2 separate regions of the Pan troglodytes genome follow, and region 2 is linked to region 1. A link is a contact called in public Hi-C data. All regions are on one chromosome and are shown on one strand. The core of a region is the stretch at or near the end of the contact, and the rest is flanking DNA. Distances in the headings are between cores, read along the strand shown. Region 1 has its middle 95 kb from the start of AKR1D1. Region 2 has its middle 180 kb from the start of AKR1D1.

Region 1 (7,557 bases), core at 1,554-4,053:
AAGCCGTTTGTTCAAACTCTTCTCTTTGTCCTTGTATCTTCAGAAATGAGGATGTTGCTATCTTCTGGGTATAGGGAGGGCACCTCTCACATGAGGGTCATAAGACCTACTTGAGGGGACGGTCAGGAAATCCTTCCTAGGTTTTATGATCTGTTTCAGGGGAGTAGAGCATTGTGGGGGAGGTAGTGAGCGTGACCTTCCTGCTTCTGCTGTCTTCTCAAATGCCAAGTTTTCACATTTTGGGGTAGCATGTCCTGAATTCCTTCAACACGAAACCCAGAGTTAGAAAAAGAAAAGATTGAGCAACTTAATTAGATAAAAGCAAAATATTAAGCAATGACAAAAGATATCATTAAAAATCTTGTTAAAAGGGAAAAAAAAGAGGAAAAAAAAGAAAACAAACAAAATGTTGTTAAAAAGCCACAATTTGGCTGGGTGCAGTGGCTTGCACCTGTAATCCCAGCGCTTTGAGAAGCCAAGCAGGAGGATCTCTTCAGTCCAGGAGCTCAAGACCAGCCTGGGCAACACAGTGAGACACCTGTCTCTACAACCCCCCCATTCCACTTCCCAATGCACACAAACAACAATTTGGCAGAAAATATTTGCAATGTGTAAGAAAAAATCAGAAAATACTTACACTTGAGCTAATTAATTGATGACAGAGATGATGGTTCTTAATCATTGAGAACCTCATTGAGGGTTTGTCATCTATCTCAGTATCATAATTTTTCTCACACATAATGACATAATTTGAACATGTTTTCATATTATTAAGTATGTTTCTAGAACCATAATTCTTAATAGCCCCACAGAAATTCACTATGCTGAGTGTGGTGTTGAATGCTGGGGTCACCACAGTGGAGCAGCCCTGAAGGAGAGTGAGCAGGGTGCTTTCATCAGTGACCCTCCTCTATCCTTTCCAGTCAGTGGCACAGGCTCTTGTCAATCAACAGTGGACAATCATTTATAAAGTGTTCCAAATGATTAGCTTGCATGGGTTACCTGTGTCTGCTGTTCCAGAACTGATTCAATTTCTTCAAATCCTTTTCTCCTCCTCCTCCTCCTTCTCTGCTTCCTCCTCCTGCTTCTCCCCTTCCTCCTCCTCCTCCTCCTCTTCTTTCCCTTTTTTAAGCTAAAGATGGAAAAGAGAGGCAGGAGGAAAACATGTGGTAGTACGAAACCAGTAAATGTGTGAAAACTCCATGACTAATATTCTCAAATTATAAGCAGCTTTCTCAATGAATATATATCTATCAGTATCTATATCTATATATAGATAAAGATATAAAATTCCTCGTATTAATAGATATTTTTATAAAATAACCAGAAACTGGGTTTGACTGGAAGTTAAATGTAATACTTCCTTTCTAATACCCTTAAATAATACTTTAATTCACAGGGAATATCAAATAAAAACTGTTTTAATAGTAGTTTCTTATTTATAGATTTTGAAAAAGTTTTTTCCTATTAGAGCAAGCATATTGCAATTTATTTAACAATTAAATGAATTAAAATATTTTGTTTGAGAAGTTCGTGATTTCAAATGATTCTAATAAAATGCTAAATGTTTTACATTTGTAACATAAGTGAAAAGCAATGAAATTGCTATAGGAAAATTAAAATACATTCTAAAATACAACGTTTCAATGTTTTCATAAGTTTATGACCTAGTAATAAGTTCTGATTAAGAAGTAGAAAGCCCTTAAATGTGGAAAGAGGAAAAAAAATCCATTCAAAGCCTCACAGTTTTTAATATTCATTGTATGTTTTCAGTCATTTTTCCAAGCAGAAGTTCTTCTCTTTCATCCTTCATTATTATTATGTTACATATACAATGTGAATTTTTCATTTTTCATGTGACATAATATAATGGGTTTTTAACAGAATTGTCATTCTATGAGAAGGATCTTTCATCTAAAGAATGCACATTTATGATATAGTCCCTGTAACAGCGAGCAAAAACACCAGGCTTAAATAGATGTGTTTATAAATGAGTCCCGCTTCAAGTCCAAAGCCTTTTTGGAATTTAGGGAAGTTTGGATAACATTACTCATTTTAGCTTTCTTCCCAGTAGCAAAGAAAATGGCTTTTGGCAGCTGGGTGTGTGATATAATGCCAATCACCAGGGGCAATGCCTGATGATTAACTTAGAAAATCTCATTACTTTTGACTGATAAAAATGGAAATGGCTAGTTTCCAATTTATAAATATTTGGTTTATTATTGCATGGCAGACACAAAACAAATTTTGTGAGAAGGTACTATTTATGTCAACTACATCCTCCCAATAGGTTGGTGAACAGATGTCTTCTGTCTATAGATCAGTGATATTTCTAGCAGACATCCCTTAGGGTACAGGCAAATCTCAGGGTCATTGTACCTACAACCAATTCAAGCACTGAGCTGGGCACTCATATTTGTTCTTAACCTTGGTCAGGAGAGGACTCATTCACTCCATCATTCATTTCCCTTCAGTGAAGTCTAGCCTCCCTAGAGAAAGCCTGCTGTGAAAGGTGTGGCCCTCTCAAGTATCAGTTTGCAGATGACTTTATGTAGACACAATAAATAATGCACAGAAAATAAAATGAATGCTACTGACCTGAAGTATTTATCTATCTCTGGCACCTGAATTCCCTGCCCAGAAGTAGGAACCCTGACTGTATGAAGAATGAACAGCACACAGCACCACCATTTCAAAGCAAAACCCCCAGCGTGCACAGAACACTGCTTTGGATAAAAGATGGCAGCTGCAGAGCTGGAAGGGTAGCTGGTTGCCATGGTTACCGAGGCTCTGATTCAGCCACCATATGCCACCTGGTGTTCTCAGCCTGAAAAAGCAGGTCTGGGTGTCCTAGATTGGCGATAGAGCTATGGCCATAGCTCTTTCGAATCAGTACTGGGTTTGAATGTGCAGCAATGTTTGCGTTGTTTTATTCATCTATAGAAGATTTTGGGGCTGACACCCTCATGACTTAAGGTAGAGGTTCAGCTGGGGAAAGGAAAGAGAAACACTTTTAAAACAATCATTCTAATTCTTCCATGGAAACACTGCTATATGGATATTCATTTTCAAAGATCCATCTTTTGTTCTCTTTTGTTCTCTTTTTGTTCTCTTTTCAGGGCAAATCCAAATCTGATAGGATTTCCAAATCCTATATGATATCCAAATCATATAATATTGCAACAGCAACTAACTCAAAATGCTGGGCATGATGATTGCAGAACATGATATATCAATTATCAGCCATCTCTGATCTTTAGAACATTTTGTCTTCTTCTAAAAGTGCTGTATGACAAATAACAGTGGTATGACCTTATTTTAACGTTGAATTGTGTCCAATTTTTTGCTTATATATAAATAATATGTAAATTTATATATATTTAAATATGTATATATGACATTCTATAAACTTGCTAAATGGAAAGAAATCTGTTATAAATTTGTAATAATAAGGTAGAGATTGAACACCCATTTGAGACTCCTTGAGAGTATTCCGCAGTGAATGGGTAGTTGTTACACAGTAGTGACTAAATATACAATATGCTATGTTACGATAATATAAGAATTTTGGCCCTTATTGTATGTTTTGTGAACTTCATGTTTGATTTTTATATTTATGATAAAAATATCAACTAGTGTTGGATATTGCTGGTGATTCAACTTTGAGATAAACATTTCAGGTTATCCTTTTCTCCAATTTCTACAGCTATTAAAAAGCTGATTACTGATTTTTTTTTTTTTTTTTTTTGAGACGGAGCCGCACTCTGTTGCCAGGCTGGAGTGCAGTGGTATGATCTCAGCTCACTGCAACCTCCACCTCCCGGGTTGAAGCGATTCTCCTGCTTCAGCCTCCCAAGTAGCTGGGACTACAGGCGTGCGCCACCACACCCAACTAATTTTTGTATTTTTAGTAGAGACAGGGTTTCACCATGTTGGCCAGGATGGTCTTGATCTCTCACCTGGTGTTCCGCCCATCTCAGCCTCCCAAAGTGCTGGGATTACAGGCGTGAACCACCACGCCCGGCCTGATTACTGATTTTATATTAATAATCTGAGCTTGCAAAATTGTTATTTTGATGTCATTTTTACCACTGCTGGGGAAACAATTATCAACGTAGTAAATAAAATGGTTTTAAATATAAGAAAAAAATAGCTTTTACTCTTTACAACTGTTCCTGAATATTGTCAGAATTTTTAGTACTGTGCAATTAAAAAAAGAAAAAAAGAAAAATTTGCCGGGCATGGTGGCATGCACTTGTAGTCCCAGCTACTTGGGGCCCGAAGTGAGAGGGTTACTTGAGCCCAGGAAGTCAAGGCTGCAGTAAGCTGAGATCATGCCACTGCACTCCAGCCTGGGTGACAGAACAAGACTGTCTCTAAAAAATAAAAGGTTAGAAAAAAAAAAAAAAGGCGGGGTGTGGTGACTCACACCCATAATCCCAGCACTTTGAGAGGCCAACGTGGGCTGATCACCTGAGGTCAGAAGTTTGAGACCAGCCTGGCCAACATGGTGAAACCCCATCGCTACTAATAATACAAAACTTAGCTGGGTGTGGTGGTGGGTGCCTGTAATCCCAGCTACTCGGGAGTCTGAGGCAGGAGACTCGCTTGAACCTGAGAGGCGGAGGTTGCAGTGAGCCGAGATCACACCATCGCACTCCAGCCTGGGTGACAAGAGCAAAACTCCATCTCAAAAAAATAAAATAAATAAAAATAAATAAATAAATAAATAAATAAATTTGCTCTAGAGATTGCTATAACATTCAGTATCATTTTTAATTTTGGTGTTCTTCAAAACAGCCTCATTCTAATTAACTGACTTTATGATAAGTTGTAAATATATAAATTTGAATTTAAAATATGCATTATGTCAATTGAGAATAGGTTTTTTTTTCTTTATTATTGGGGTCCCAAATACAATTCTTTTTCTTTCAAAATGGGTTCTGTTGCTATAAAGTCTGAAAATCACTAGACTTGATCATGTCAGGGACGTAGTCAAATAACTTTTTTATTCTTATCTTTTGTCAAGACGAGGTCTCTCTGTGTTGCCCAGGGTGGTCTCAAAGTCCTGCGCTCAGGACATCCTCCTGCCCTGGCCTCCCAAAGTGCTGGGATTATAGGCATGAGCCACTGCACCTGGCCTCAAATACCTTTTTGAAGATAATTGACCTAGTCTCAGTAGACAAATCAGTGCAGGGAATGTCAGGGACTCTGGCCTCCCTCTGTCCAGGTGGAAATACTATTAGCTGCCGCTACACACATACAGAATTCACAGAATATGCATGAGATAGAATGAGCTGGCACATGTAAGGAAACTTTGCCCTACAAGAACAAAATCCTGCGATAGGCCAGGATCCCGTTAGGCCTTGAGAAGAGGATGCTGACTGGCAAGAGAAATCACATGTGCTGGTGGAAGCAGCCTCAGGTGCAGCTTCGTTCTCCTGGAGAAAGATCTGCTTTGCTTCCTGCACACTTGCCTATTTTTTCTGTTTCTTCATTCCTGTATGCATCTTAGGGACTGTGACCTCCTCTGTCTTATTTTTTATATTTGTTTTGTTTGCTTGGTGATCTCCTGAATACACTCCTAGTTTTGTCCCCCTGACATAACCACTTGACATTTGGCCCTTGGCTCTTTAATGATTAACTCACCCATGATTACCAAAAATACTATTATTCCTACTACCTGAACCACAGCTGCTCCTCTTCTCACATCTCTATCATTTATTGAGCCTCTACTATGAGGGAGGTACTATGCCAGCTGCTTTGCTCTGATTTTCCCGATTTTTACAGAAACTCTTTGAGGTAGATATTATTCCCATTTTACCAGGGGGAAAGCTGAAGCTCAGAGACAGAGAGGTAAATTCAGTAGCGCAAAAGGTCACATGGTTGATGAATTTTAGAACACATTCAAATCCAAGTTGGCCTGTGTAAAAGACGCCACATTCTTTTTCTTTTTCTTTTTTTTTAATTTAGTTCCTGCAAGCAGAATTTTGTTTTCTCTTTCTGCCTGCCGGACTTGGTCTGCATAGGTGCCAGCCACATTCTGGCATGAGGTTGCTTCTAGAATCTACCCAAGCTCTGAATGCCATCCCGTTTTAGGATGAAGTGTTTTTAGTCTGAAAATAACCAGAGACCCTGATATAAAATTCGTATTTACAGCTTTTAAATAGAATGGCTCTGTGTGTGTGTGTGTGTGTGTGTGTGTATGTATGTATGTTTATATGTATGTATAATCAATGTCAAGTGGAATTTCAATATGTGTAGGATAATTCTCTATAGCATGGTTTCAAATCATCTCATTTGGGGAGATGAGAAAGAAAGAGTGAGTGCCTAGTGTATTTAGGAACTGCAGGTCCTGTGATAACACAGCAAACATAACAATATTAAACTGCATTCCAGGGAACACTTTAGAATTTGTTGTATAGGTACAATGTTGCACTCAACTTTTTTCACTTAACATTATACTATATGCATCTTTTCCATGTTTTAATTTTTATAGTTTTTGGGTTTTTTTGTTTGTTTGTTTGTTTTTTGAGATAGGGTCTAACTCCATTGCCCAGGCTGGAGTGCAGTGGCACAATCTCGGTTCATGGCAGCCTCCACCTCCTGGGCTCAAACGATCCTCCCACCACAGCCTCCCGAGTAGCTGGGACTACAGGTGAGCACTACCACACCTGGCAAATTTTTAGTAGAGATGGGATTTTGCCATGTTGGCCAAGCTGATCTCTAACTCCCGGCCTCAAGTGATCCGGCCACCTCGGTCTCCCAAAGTGCTGGGATTACAGTCATGAACCACTGTGCCTGACCTTAATCTTTATAGTTATAATTTCTAATTGTAATCATATAATTTCTGTGTTTCACTGAGACGATTTATCATAATTAATTATTTTTTTTCTTGAGCATTGAATAGCTTCCTAAGGTGTTATCTGCCTTCCCTCCCAAGAACATTTAAACTAAATGGGCAATAAGATTTTTTAAATGCCAACTTTATCAAGATATAATTCATATGCTATACAAATCACCCATTTAAGGTGTACAATTCAATGATTTTTAGTTGCACGGAGTTGTGTGGCCATCATCATTATACATTTTAGAACATTTTAATCGCTTCTCAAACTCATACTAATTAGCAGTCACTCCCTGTTTCCCTGAATCTCTCTACACTAGGCTACCACTAATCTACTTTCTGTCTTTATGGATTTGCCTGTTCTGAATATTTCATGTTAATGGAATCATACAATGTGTAGTCTTTGTGACTGGTGTCTTAGCATAATGTTTTCAAGGTTCATCTATATTGTAGTATGCACCCAACTTCATTCCTTTTAATGGCTAATTAATATTTTATTGTATGACTATACCATATTTTGTTTATCCATTTATCCATCTAGGGACACTTGGGTTGTGTTATGGTCTCTGTGTACCTGTTCTTCCATTCACACACAGGCAGCAAGGCATGTAGCTGTGTTGCTTCTCTGTCTCCTGGTGATAAACCCACACAATATTCCACAAAAATGAACAATTGAAATAGGGACTTGGTCAGTAAAGATGAATGCAGAA
Region 2 (7,557 bases), core at 2,676-5,175, 86 kb before region 1:
TTTCCCTTGGCCCTGATGACCTAAAAAAAAAGAAGTGGAGGCAAGATTAATGTAAGAGTTTATTTGGGCCAAGCCTGAGGATTGCAACCTGGAACCATAGATTCAAATTGCTCTGATTACACACTCTGATTAACAGCAGTTACAAGTGAATTTTTAAAGGGAAAGAAGAGGCAGTTCCTGAGTTGTTTACCAAGAATTTATATAAAAATAACAAGCTATTGAATGGCTATACATTGTTCTTTGTATCACAAATTCCAGGAACATGAAGATAATGAGTGAGACAGCAAGTCAGGAACAAAAATGACTTTAAACAATTGCCCCCAGGCATGAGTGGGAGGGAAAGGGGGCATAACTGAAGGCCTGTACTCATGTCTGTCTGGGCCTGCATACCTTCCATAGCTCAGACCACTCTAAGCTTTTTTTATTTTCTCAGCCCTCTGAAGGGTCACTGAAAAATCAACTGACAAAAGGCAGATTAATAGAAGAAAAGGCATACAAATGTATTAACGTGCATGGGGAGAGAACCACAGAGTGATTATCCCAACCCCCTAGTGGGGTACAGAAGCCTATATACCCTTTTTCCAGGTGGAAGGAGGAGATGGGGAATATAGGCAATTCTTTTCAGGAGCAGTACATTATTTTAAGGGAAAACGAATGGACTAGAAAGACATAAATTAACTTGTAAATGATTCTCTTTGAGGCTCATTGTAAGTGATTCTCATGAGGCTGAGAGGCAGGTTTGTCTTGTGAAAAAAATATAAGATCTCAAAGAAAGGAAAAATGGCTGATGGTTTTTTGTACCATCTTGAGGTTACAGAAAGAATAGGGGCTTAGGTCATGGCAAAACGGGTTATGGTGGCAAAACAGGTTATGAGAGGCACAGAAGAAGAGGCCCGGCTAGCAAAGTTCGTCTTGTTATAAAGATGAAACTGTGCAGGTAGCCACCCTCAGAGAGAATAGATGGTAAATGTTTCTTTCAGACTTGAAGGCGTCAGACTTTCTGTTAATCTTTCCTAGATCTAGACAAGGGAGGGCCTCAGAGAAAGCCTGGCTGCATCAATGTTGATTCTCTACAGATGCAAATCTCACTCACAAAAGGCAGCTTTTCAGCTATTCTTGCATTTCCAGCCCCTCTGAACAGCCATCTTGAAACATGTCAAGAAAATATATTTTGAAATGAAATATTTTGGTTTTATTTGCCTGGGCATCCAGGTACCTAGTCCAGTTCCTGGTAATTTAAAGGCACTTAATGACTATTTTTGAATAAATGCAGGAGAGAGCTTTGATTCTAGATAATCCACTCAGGAGGTGCTTATTAAATATCTACTGGCTACCAGATTCAATTGGGCTCCCCTCCCTCAAGGTGATCACAGTCTCCTGCTGCTTCTTCAGAGGGAAATATCCTGAACTAGAGATAGATAGTCCTACAGGCTGTGTCAGCTTGGTATCAACATGCTTTAAAGAGGCCACCCTTTATCCTTCTGGGATTCCAAGCATTCTTATGATCTGGTGTTTTGTCTATTATCCATTTGGAAAAGATAAATCAGTGCCCTTTCCCCCCATTTAAAAAAGTGTGATAAAACATATATAACATAAGTTTTGCCTTTTAACCATTTTGTGTACAATTTAGCTGAGCTAAAATACATTCACAATGTTGTGCAATCATCACCACTGTCCATTTCCACTATGTTTTCATCACTCCAAACAGAGACTCTGTACTGATTAAGCAATACTCTCCAGCACGCCTACCCCCAGTCTCTCATGTACTTGCTGCCTCTATGTATTTGCCTATCCAGATATTTCATTTAAGTGGAATCACATGATATTTGTCCTTTGGTGTCTGGCTTATTTCACTCAGCATAATGCTTTCAAGGTTGCAATGAGCCTTTTTATTTTCATTTTTACTTTTTTAAAAAAAATATGGGGAATAAATGTTTGGTCTACTACCCATTTAGAGATAAATCAGTGCAACAATGTATTTTATTTTCATTTTTTACTTGATTTTTTTTTTTTTATAAAAGGGAATACATGCTTAACATCCCTATTTATTTTTTTCTCCTTTCTTTAGATAAACTAATTGCTTTTGGCTTATGTATTTATAGTGTGTTCTTTCTATAGGAGCTTTATTACAGCTCCCAACCCCACTCCACAGTTTCTCCCACTCCTGTGGGTGTTTGCTTACACTAACCATAGTAACAAGAATTCTGACCCTGGATCTGGGCAAACAGATGACATTGCTCATGAGATATCCTGCTCCTGCCTTCCACAACGGGGGATCTCCAGCAATATCTCCAAGTTAGGACTAGGAGAAAATTTGGAGCTGCCTGCTGTTGATTGACCTCTAGTTTCATTTCACTTTTCCATCACAGTTTTTCTATCAACAGTCAAGACTGAGATTGTGATCATCCTTTCAAGGTCTTTAGTTCTTTCGAAGTGTTTCGTTGGGTCACTTTTCATCAGTTTGGCCACACCTGGCCAGTGTAGCCATGGCTAAGGTTCCTCAGCGACTCCTTCCAATTCTCATCCCGTTTCCCCTCATATCTGCTCTCTTTCTCTCTTTTAGCAACATCAACAAAATAATAAATGAAAGTTTTATGGTGCTTTATATTTCCACTGTGATTTCCTCTATACCCATTAAATTTTATCCTCAAAACAATCTTTCCAAGGAGGTAGGGTGGGTTTTATTTTTCTCCCTTTACAAATGAGGAGACCTTAGATATCAAGAATTTCAGTGATTTCACAAATTCATGCAGCTGATAAGTGGCAGAGCCTGAACTGCAACCAAGATTTGTTATCAGTTGCTAGGCCCAGTCTTGGCTAGACAATGCAAGAACTCAGCAAATATTTGTTGAATGAATTAGTGATGTGTCTTGTGTTTGCTCTTGTCTGATCGACCATTCCACGGGCAGCATTTTTTTGAGTAAGCGGAGCTTTTCTAGGTGTCTTGGTAATGCTGACTGTTGTTTGGACAAACTTTTCTATGGATAATTGACGTTATCCAAGTAGCAGAATATCTGAAATTTATAAAAATTGTCAGGAAATTGTAATAAACATGTAAGAAAGTTAAGAGGACTGGCCGGGCGCGGTGGATCACACCTGTAATCCCAGAACTTTGGGAGGCCGAGGCAGGTGGATCACCTGAGGTCAGGAGTTTGAGACCAGCCTGGCCAACATGGTGAAACCTCAACTCTACTAAAAATACAAAAATTAGCCGGGTGTGGTGGTGGGTGCCTGCTATACAAGAGGCTACTTGGGAGGCTGAGGCAGGAGAATTGCTTGAACCCAGGAGCCAGAGGTTGCAGTGAGCTGAGATTGTGCCACTGCACTCTAGCCTGGGCTGCAAAAAAACACTCCATCTCAAAGAAAGAAAAGAAAAGAAAAAAGAAAAGTTAAGAGGACTTAGTTGACTATTCATTCCTAAAACATATGTATATTTAAGAACATTTGCCAGCACATTAGAATGAGAAGGAGGAAGGGAGTGGGAGTTGACTTTGGGTCTAAAGGAGGAAATATTTTTATAATTAAACAGAAGAAAAGACAGCTTTCATTGGTCTATGGTGATCATAAACTGTTATCTGAAGAATCTGATCAACTCTTTGCCCCTTGAGATCCAAAAAGAAAAAGCACATTCTATATATTTCTTTCATCCCTCTTCTCCATGTAATAATGAAGAAAACCAAACACAAAACACAAAAAACCTAAGCCCACCTAAAGAGTGTAGTTTTTGAATTTCACTTTTATTTGATTTTGTAACATCCTTTTGAAGAAGTGTGATGTCCAAAGAGAGAGAATTCTTTACAGAGCTGCAGTCGTAGAGTGGAAGCCATTTCTGCCGGTTGCCTGCAGATCGCTTCCACCACCTGGAGAGTTGCTCTCAATCCTATTGACTTTCTGTGACCTTCCTTTATCATGCAAACCAAGGCAGTCAGACTGACTGGGCTGGGTCCTCTCCAGTCCCCAGCAGATGGTCATTACTCACAGCCAGTGAATGGTAGGATTATGGCAAGGTTTTGGCTCCCCCTGCAACTCTGTAAACTGGTTCAACGTCCCAAGATTAGACAGACATTTGCAGTGGCTGATAATCCTTCCATTCACTCTGGAGTGATTTCCTCATTTCAATGCTTTAAATGTTTCCAAATCACAGGTAAGAACTGGTCTAAAATGTTACTTAGGAATTGATTCAAATTCTTAAATCATTTATAGGTAACAGAAACAAGTAGTAATGCAAACACAGACAAAAATAAAACAAACTTTTTCATTTTGTTTTTTGTTGCCGTTGTTTTCTTTATTTTCCTTTAATCCTCTCCTGTCCAGGAGACAAACTTGTTAATAAAAAGATCTTTATCTTGAAAGCTTTTTTCTTTTAAATGAAAAACCATTTTTAACTTAAAGGTAACAAGTTTTCTAATTTCAAAGTATCTTCAAGTTAGAAAAACTGGAAAACAGAATGTACAATAAAATAATTTACATTTGAGAATCACATCACCCAGACATGAGAAAAATAACTGTTGGTTGAATTGTGTTTCTTTCCAATTGCATCTGATATACTTTTATTTTATGTGAGAACGTATTAAATATACATTTTTGATTTTTATCTTATTTCACTGAATATTAGTGATCATTAGCATTTTTATGTCACTAATGGCTCTATCAAAGTGTTTTTGAGAGATGCCTTATATTTTATTATGTGGTATGCCATTAAAAAAGAAAAACCACATTATAGGCCTAGCGCGGTGGCTCACGCTTGTAATCCCAGCACTTTGGGAGGCCGAGGTGGGCTGATAGTTGAGGTCAGGAATTCGAGACCAGCCTGGCCAAAACGGTGAAACCTCTTCTCTACTAAATAGTAAAAAAATTAGCTGGGCATGGTGGTGCACACTTGTAATCCCAGTACTCGGGAGCCTGAGGCAGAATCGCTTGAACCGGGGAGGGGGAGGTTGCAGTGAGCCAAGATCACGCCATTGCACTCCAGACTAGGCAACAAGAGCAAAACTCCATCTGAAAAAAAAAAAAAAATCACAGGCCGGGCACGGTGGCTCATGCGTGTAATCGCAGCACTCTGGGAGGCCGAAATGGGTAGATCACAAGGTCAGGAGTTCGAGACCAGCCTGGCCTACATAGTGAAACCCCATCTCCACTAAAAATACAAAAAATTAGCCGGGTGTGGTGGCGCATGCCTGTAATCCCAGCTACTCAGGAGCCTGAGACAGGAGAATCGCTTGAACCTGGGAGGCAGAGGTTGCAATGAGCCCAGATCATGCCATTGCACTCCAGCCCGGGCAACAGCGCGAGACTCCGTCTCAAAATAAATAAATAAATAAATTTAAAAATCACCTTATAAAGGAAACTTCTGGATCCCTTTAAGGGATTTCCAGCTTGATGATGTTGCATCTTTATTATGTCTAATTTCAAGAATTATGACTTTATAGCTGGGCTTTAGTGACACATACCTGTAGTTCCAGCTACTCGGGAGGCTGAGGCAGCAACTTGGTAGCCTGGGAGGAGGAGGTTGCAGTGAGCCAAGATTGCACCACTGCACTCCAGCCTGGGCAATAGAGTGAGACTCTGTCTCAAAAATAAATAAATAAATTATGACTTTAGTTATCATTTTTCTTTTTACATTTAAATTAAAATTGTTTTTGTAGAGATGGGATCTCACTACATTGAATTCCTGGCCCCAAGTGATCCTCCCATTAAATAAATAAATAAAAATTTATTTATTTATTTATTTGTGGCTTCCCAAAGCGCTGAGATTAGAGGTAGGAGCCACTGTGCCTGGCCAGTTTTCATTCTTCTATTATTTTTTTTCTCAAATAAAGAAGAGTACGGAGATATAAAATATAAAACAAATATCTTTACATCGAAAATAGAACAAATATCTTTGTATTCGCCAATCAGAATTAATCAATGCCACTGTTTTGTCACTTTTCTCCAAAAGTTTTAATAAGAAAAATGGGATATTACATATAAAGCTGAATCCTACTTTATTCTCTCCCACATCACTCCATTATAAATCTGATGTGGATTCAACCCATCTTTTTATACATGTATATACTTTAAATTGCATAGCTGCTATCATTCTATGGATATGATTCTACAATTTTCATACATTGCACAGCACTGCCTTTTTCCAGACCTATTGATACATACAGATTGATTCTTTCATTGAAACTATCACCCACATAGTATTCTACTTTGTAAATATGCCAACATTTATTTATCAATCTCTCAACTGATAATGAGTTGTTTGAAAATATTTTTTCGTGTTACAAACAATTCAGCATATTTGTTATATGTTTCCTTGTATTCTTGTATACAAATGCTACAAAAGTGAAATTTTTGGGTCACAGGGTATGCTAATTTGAACAGTTATAAGATAAACTTAGGCAGATAAAAGCTGTTTAAAAATAAATTTATTTTGTAAAGACCGAGTTTCACCACGTTGCCCAGGCTGGTCTCAAACTCCTAGGCTCAAGCAGTCCTCTCGCCTTGACCTCCCAAAGTGCTGGGATTATAAGTGTGAGTCCCTGTGCCTGGCCTATTTTTTATTATTTTATATATACTATATATTTTATATAAAAATATACATATACATGTATTATCTTTTTATACATATGTATATAAAATATATATGTATATTATATACATTTTAATAAGGATGGGGTATCACTTTGTTTTCTGGACTGGTCTTGAATGCCTGGGCTCAAGCAATCCTCCCTCTTTGGCCTTCCAAAGTGCTGGGATTGCATTTGTGGTGTGAGCTACCATGACTGGCCTCTTTTTATATTCTGAATACTAATCATTTTTGGTTTGTCTTTAAACAATAATTATGGCATGGATTTTGTTTGAAAATGTTCATCTCAATGTACTAAAATTTATATATTTTATCTTTATAATTTCTGCTTTTAAAAAATTAGTTTTGTTGTTGAATTCTTCATTACTCCAAAGGCATAAAAATGTTATCCTATATTTTTCTTTGAAGTTTTAAATAATTATTTTTGCAATGAAGTTTGTAATCCTCCTGGTATTTTCTCCTCCCCATCATGTGAAATAGAAATAGATTTCTTATTGTTATGGTTCTCATATGGTAATCCAGTTGACTCAGCACCATTTATTGACTTGTCCATTATTTTTCTAGTGGTTTGTGTTGACATCTCTCTAGCACATTAAAGTCTCATATGTGGTTGGGTGTGTTTATTGGTTCCTATATTGTCCTGTCTTCATTTATATCGTTCCATAATAACTTTGGATATTACCTTTTTTTATTATTTAGTAATGAAATTTTATTTTTATATAAATTTTTCAAACCATTGATGAGTTTAAAGATGTCTTTTATTCCTACTTGGCTGAGAACATTTATCGTAAGTGAATATTGAGTTTTACTGAGTGCTTTTATCTCAATCTATTGAGAAGGTTACATTGATTTTCTCTCTCTAAAATCAGTTAATGAAACTGCCTTTGCAAAAATGATGACAGTGAGAGAAGTCTAGTGTGGCTGACTCCATCTTCCTTCTGGCCGCACAGGCTGGCTGTCATTGCTCATTCCTTCACATGCAC

Evidence for each region. Hi-C and Micro-C count contacts between places; a contact is called where the count stands out from the background.
Region 2: a Hi-C map of stem cell-derived neural progenitor cells shows a contact between it and region 1, with 2.4 times the contacts expected there. The contact joins two enhancer-like sites. A contact is called at or near these places in 2 of 7 Hi-C or Micro-C datasets (induced pluripotent stem cells and stem cell-derived neural progenitor cells).

Annotation. Positions count from the first base shown.
Region 1 is chr6:153,528,002-153,535,558 of NHGRI_mPanTro3-v2.0_pri, reverse strand. No RefSeq gene overlaps it. Among named protein-coding and RNA genes, the nearest start is that of AKR1D1, 95 kb to the right of the region's middle. Within about 2 kb of position 2,803, at least 7 of the 24 cell types and tissues checked have an H3K27ac peak or open chromatin away from gene starts, as enhancers often do. A contact at or near this core is called in induced pluripotent stem cells and stem cell-derived neural progenitor cells, where this site is marked.
Region 2 is chr6:153,614,754-153,622,310 of NHGRI_mPanTro3-v2.0_pri, reverse strand. It overlaps the pseudogene LOC134810634. Among named protein-coding and RNA genes, the nearest start is that of AKR1D1, 180 kb to the right of the region's middle. Within about 2 kb of position 3,925, at least 6 of the 24 cell types and tissues checked have an H3K27ac peak or open chromatin away from gene starts, as enhancers often do. A contact at or near this core is called in induced pluripotent stem cells and stem cell-derived neural progenitor cells, where this site is marked.